Linked DNA regions of Mus musculus: region 1 is linked to region 2. Evidence: chromatin contacts called from public promoter capture Hi-C data. All regions are on one chromosome and are shown on one strand. Each heading gives the region's core, a stretch centred on a gene start, on an enhancer-like site or on the middle of the called end of the contact. The rest is flanking DNA. Distances are from core to core; before and after follow the strand shown. Region 1 holds the start of Fam83f (family with sequence similarity 83, member F). Region 2 holds the start of Kctd17 (potassium channel tetramerisation domain containing 17).

Evidence for each region. Promoter capture Hi-C pulls out the DNA fragments that hold promoters and counts their contacts.
Region 1: a promoter capture Hi-C map of liver shows a contact between it and region 2, with 4 times the contacts expected there. The contact joins the promoter of Fam83f here to the promoter of Kctd17 in region 2. A contact is called at or near these places in 2 of 39 promoter capture datasets (both in liver).

Annotation. Positions count from the first base shown.
Region 1 is chr15:80,670,439-80,673,138 of GRCm38.p6, reverse strand. It overlaps Fam83f (family with sequence similarity 83, member F), which reads right to left and starts at 1,292. Exons shown (of 5, transcript NM_145986.2): 1 at 752-1,292. The coding sequence starts at 1,222.
Region 2 is chr15:78,427,291-78,429,990 of GRCm38.p6, reverse strand. Kctd17 (potassium channel tetramerisation domain containing 17) reads right to left here and starts at 1,427. Exons shown (of 8, transcript NM_001289671.1): 1 at 1,124-1,427. The coding sequence starts at 1,333.

The DNA of each region.
Region 1 (2,700 bases), core at 43-2,542, 2.2 Mb before region 2:
TGGAAACTACCCAAGTACCCAAGGGCACAGAGGAAAAGATTAGTCTTTCACCTACCCCACAGCCAGCTGTCCAACTGGTATTCTAACCAGGCTCCTTGGAAACATCTCTCAACACCCAAGCAGAGCAGATGGGCAAAGTAGGAGCCTCTTCCTGAGCTTGGTCCAGTGCTTTGTGGGAGCACCCAACACTGGGCCAAGCCACTGCTAGAGCTTAAAATAGCGTTCCTCATTCATTTGAGCCTGCTTGGGCTCTAGTGCCAAGCCCAGGAGAGGATGATAATGGGAAAGTCGGGTTGTTTGGGGGAGAAAGGCTCCTAAGAAAAGCTCATCTGGCCCAGAGGGGAAGGGAGGCTATTACCAACTTCATGCGATTGTGAAGATCAAATAGGGAAACGGCCGAGGATACGCCTTGTAAATAAATCCCTGGTGATAGTTCATGATCAAGCCCTTTGAGTGGCTAGTTTAGCACAGGGCCTCACAACTGTCACACTGCCCAAGGAAGATGGATGGTGACAGAGGTATACCAACACAAGGCTAGCGCACCTAGACACTGTAGTAAGAAAAACCAGTGCTTTGCCACGAACTTACACATCCATCTTTCAAAAGGTCTCATCACAGCTGCACAAGGTGAGCGCCAGCGGGGGTCCATTTCCCAGAGGATGGTGAGAGTGGCCCGCAAGTGAGACCAGGCAGGGGAGTGTGTGTGTGTGTGGGGGGTCCCTCTGGTGCAGGACTGGGGCCCGAGGCCTACCTTCTGGGCCTGCTGGATCATCTGCCTGACCACCTGCTTCAGGTGCGGTGCCTTCTCTTCTTTGGGCGGGTGGGTGAAGAGCGTGACTCGGCTCACACCGCGGTAGAAGTTGGTGTCTGTCCACCCCAGGTCCAGTGGGGGCACTTCGGTGTCCGAGCGGTCTGGCCAGTAGGCCAGGGACTCAGTGGGCTGGGCCGGGACCTTGGCCTTGGCCTTAGCCTTGGCACGGGTGCTGGAGACTGCCTCCTCGTAGGGGCTCCAGGCGGCGCAGAGGGCCTGGCGCTCCTGGCTGGAGAGGAAGTCCCGCAGCCGCTCCTTCTTGACCAGTTCGCGGTAGGCCTGCTCGCCTCCACCCAGCAGCGCCTCCAGCGCGGCCCGCCGCCTCTCGCAGTAGTAGAAAGCTGCATGTGCCTCGGTCACCCTCTCGTTCACGTGCGCCTCGTCCAGGCAGCTCAGTTGGGACTCGGCCATGGCGCCCCAGCCCTGTCCCGGGGCCCCAGGCTCGGACCCTGCTGTCCCCACCGCCGCACCTGGAGCGCTCGAGGGGCGGGGCGCCTCACCTGGCCGCGAGGTCCGCCTCGGCCCGCCCAGCGATCGCCAGTCGGCCAATCGGCGCGGGCCCCGGTGCGGGCGCGGCCGTCGGGCGGAGAGGGACCGCCGCCTCTGCAGGGCTTGCGGGGACCTCACGGGCGGCTCAGCCGACGCCCTGCGTCTCTGGCCTACTTAGCCCGGCTGGGGTGCAGAGTGTCGGCGTGGAAGTGAAAGCCCGGCTGTGGTCAGAGGCACGTGCGGCCTTTGAGTCACGCCCGCCTCCCAGCTGCGACCCATCAGTGCAGGGAAGGTCGGCGACCTGACCCCTTTACGCCTCCAGCACCCTCGGGACTCAGCCCCGCGGGTACAGCCTCATCTTCCCGCAGGCAGGGCCCAGAGCACGTGTTCTAGTCCGGACGCCTGCGGAATTTAGTAGCATCCTGACCCACTCCGGCCTTCAGGGTCCAAGTGTGTGTGCTGTTGGGCTAGATCGTCGGACTGTGTAGGGGGCAGTCTGTGTGGGAAAGCAAAGATGCTAATGAAATCCCTAGTTCTCCCGCCCACGCGTCCCAGTTCTGAGATCAGAGGCCTCCAGGGGCTGTCAATTCAACACCAACACCGTCACTACAAAATTTTTTTCTCCTAAAAGAATCACCCAAATAGCAAAGATGTAAGCAGGAGGCAGTGGATTTGCCCCTCATTTTAATTTGAAGTGGTGTGTGCGTGTGTTTGGGCCTGATAGGCTGCCAGAGGCCTGATTACTATATTAGCGATTCAAAATACATGTTTGAGCCCAAGGAAGGAAGCTGAGCACAGACACGCGCGTGCACACCACCACCATCACCACCAGAGGATCTGCTGTTTCCCATTGGATTAAATACAATCTTCTTAGTCATTAACATATTATTTTGTTCGTGTGCTGCTGTACAATTTTGATTCTCCACATTCAAAATATTTTCAGATCATAGCAACCAAAGGTTCACATTTCTCTCATTTTGTAGCACAGCGACTTGGAGCTGGAAGGAGCTTTAGAAATGAGTCCAACCCCCTCATTTCACAAACGAGGAAATTGAGGCCTAGAAATAAATGCTTTTCTATATCTCCCGAGAAAGGAGCGGCTAAGCAAAGGAACTGCTATGCTCTCTGCGGTGAGGGAGGTCCTTTCCCAACATGTGGCCTCCTTTGCTTGTTCTTATAAAGAAACAGAGGTTATTGGGGTTATTAGGGGTGTGTATGAAGGAGTCAATAGGCATCTCTCTCTCTCTCTCTCTCCCTCTCTCTCTCTCCTTCCTTCTATCTCTCTCTCACTCCTTCCTTCTCTCTCTCTCTCTCACTCCTTCTCTCTCACTCCTTCCTTCTCTCTCTCTCTCTCTCTCTCTCTCTCACTCCTTCCTTCTCTCTCTCTCTCTCTCTCTCTC
Region 2 (2,700 bases), core at 178-2,677:
CAGCCACCCCCACCCCTCCTAACACACACACACACACACACACATACACACATACACACACACACACATAAACTCAAGTCACCACAGGCTGGCTGGAAGAATGGCTACAGGGAGAGAGGAAGCAGGAAGAAAGCAGTAAGGATCTGGGTTCGAACCCTGCCTCTGCCTTTTCCAGGCTGTGTGACCTTGAGCCAATCATCTGGCCTCTGGAGCGTTGCTTCTTTCTCCCATAGTCAGAGGATTAGATGTGAGTATAGAGGGTGACCGGATTCCTGAGTGGCCCCTTACCTCTCTCTCAGCACAGGACCCAGTGAATTTCCCTCTTAGGAAAGTTTCCCTCTTGGAGGCTGTGTACCGCGCCCACCCCCACCCCCAGCCAACCCCACTATTCACTAGATGTTTGCAAGTTTCCAAAGAAGCTGCACTCTGATTGGACAAGTGCAGCCTGCAGGGAGGACTGGGATCTGGACAACCCAGCACAGAAGACGGAGACATCAAGGGACAGGGGACTCACCCAAGGGCACAGTGTAAGAGGGCCACAGAATGGGGGACAGGGGACTTTGACAAGCCAACTCCAGAGGCCTTGCACACTAGGAGGCCAAAGTCAGAGAGCAGGGAAGTTCCCCTCTCCTCCCGATTCCTCCCTGGTCATTTGGGAATTTGGCAGGAGAGCAGGGTGAGCCCACAAGTGATAGCTCCAAAGCCAGTGCTCTTCCCTACATTAAGCCCAGCTCCAAGACACCCAGGCCTCCTCCATCTAGTTCCTTGTACCCTTCAGCTGCCCACACCCTAAGGGCGGGGAGAAGCAGCCGCATCAACTCCTTTAAGAGTCAGCCAGGGCAGTAAGGCAGGCCCGGTTTGTTGGTCCCTCCCCAGCGCTCCACAGTAAGGAAGCGTCCCGGATCTGGGGCAGCTCTCCAAAGCTCTAAATGGCTGCGGCCTGTGCTGTCCCGTTGCCACGGCAATGGGTATAGCTATTCCTCTCGGCTCCTCTTCCTCCCCCTCCTCCTGCCTCGGCTCCCCGCCTCAGAATCCTAGGAAAGCCAGAGGCCGAGGGACGCGCAGGCGGGACAGCCCGGGAGCGCGGGGCCAGGACCCCCCTGTCAGCGGGCTCAGGGCTCACCCTGTCCGATTGAAGCTCTTCGCCCTGACACAGGCGGCTGAGGAAGGACTTCTGCTCCCGACACAGCGTCTGGCGGGTGGTCAGGAACACCGTGCCCCCCACGTTCAGCCGCACCCACTTGCCCCAGCCGCCCCCGGGGCGGCCGCCCGCCCCCACCGGTGGCGCTGCCTCCCCGGCCTCCATCCTCATCGCCGGCCGCGTTGTCTGCATCCTTCCCTCCGCACGCCGCGGGCGAGTACCAGGTGCAGGGCATGCCGGGAGCTGTAGTCTGGAGCCAGGGCTGGGATGCTCTGCGCTTGTCCTGGTGTTGCTCGGACAGCACGTCCCGCCCCACATTGCCTTTCTTGGTGATCTATCATCTGGTCTCTCCGTGTGGCCAGACTGCTTGGTTTGCAGAAGGCCCTGCGAAAACAGTGATTTCCTCATTGGCTATCCCCCCCCATTTGTTCTGCTTTGTACGGGGGCCCCAGCTGAGGAATACCTGACCTGAGAAGAACTTTCTTCCTCCAGAAATTCCTATATTTACCTGAACCTACTTTTAAAAATAGGCGCACGCGCCTGTGTGTGAGCATGTGCGTGTGTGCATATGCGTGCATGAGCCACATCAGCAGTGTTTCTTTTTTGTCCCGTGTGTGGCAAAGACCACGGGGATGAGGTATAGTCACCACCTCTTCCTAAATTCTTTGAGGATATGTAGTTGGGCTTAGGGCTGGCTGAACGTTTCTGTGTGCCAGAAGCTGTGTGAGCATACATATGACTCCTTTAAGCTTCCTGCATCCCTGCCGGGTTGCTCTGGATGCCAGTCTTGGTCTAGTCTGAATGCTACGGAGTCTGCTTAAAGAGTGAACGTTCAGAAGATGAAGTTCAGGTACTGGCTTCTCTGGTGCCACTTGGCTTCCATATGTGCTTGACCTGAAGCTTGGAGATGAGGCATGGATCGGCTCTACAAAGTGGGGAAGGGGAGTTTTAGAATAGCCCCCTCCCCCATGATGCTGAGATGCCCAGGCCCCCCAGATGCCTTTCCTTGATGGGAGTGTGGGGTGTGCAGCAGGACTGGGGAGGCTCCAAAGCTCTCAGCAAAGGAGGAATGGGCTTAGGGTTTGGAAATGGTCACTCTAGCATTGGCATTCAAGGTGATTGCTGGGCTAGCAGAATGGAGAGGAAACAGGGGAGGGGGAGGATCCTGTTTGGGGGACATGGTCACTGCTGTTCTCACCCCACTGTTCAGTGAGTTCCTGAGGACAGTTGTTCCTTTTAGGACAACACAGCAGGTACAAAAAGACCTGACTTAGGGATGGCCTAGTTTCACTTTCTGTTGATGTAATATTAACATCCTGCCAAAAGCTAACGTAGGAAGAAAATGGTTTATTTGGCTCATAATTCCATATGAGCTCTTTGCTATAGGGAAGTCTAGGTTCCAGGACCTCGAGGCAGCTAGCCACATCCACAATCAAGAGCAGAGAGAGAACAAATGTATGCTTGTACTCAGCTCACTGTCTCCACTCTTACACCGTCCTGGGCTGAAGCCTAGGGAATGGTGTCTCCCACAGTGGGCTGTGTCTTCCCACATCAATTAA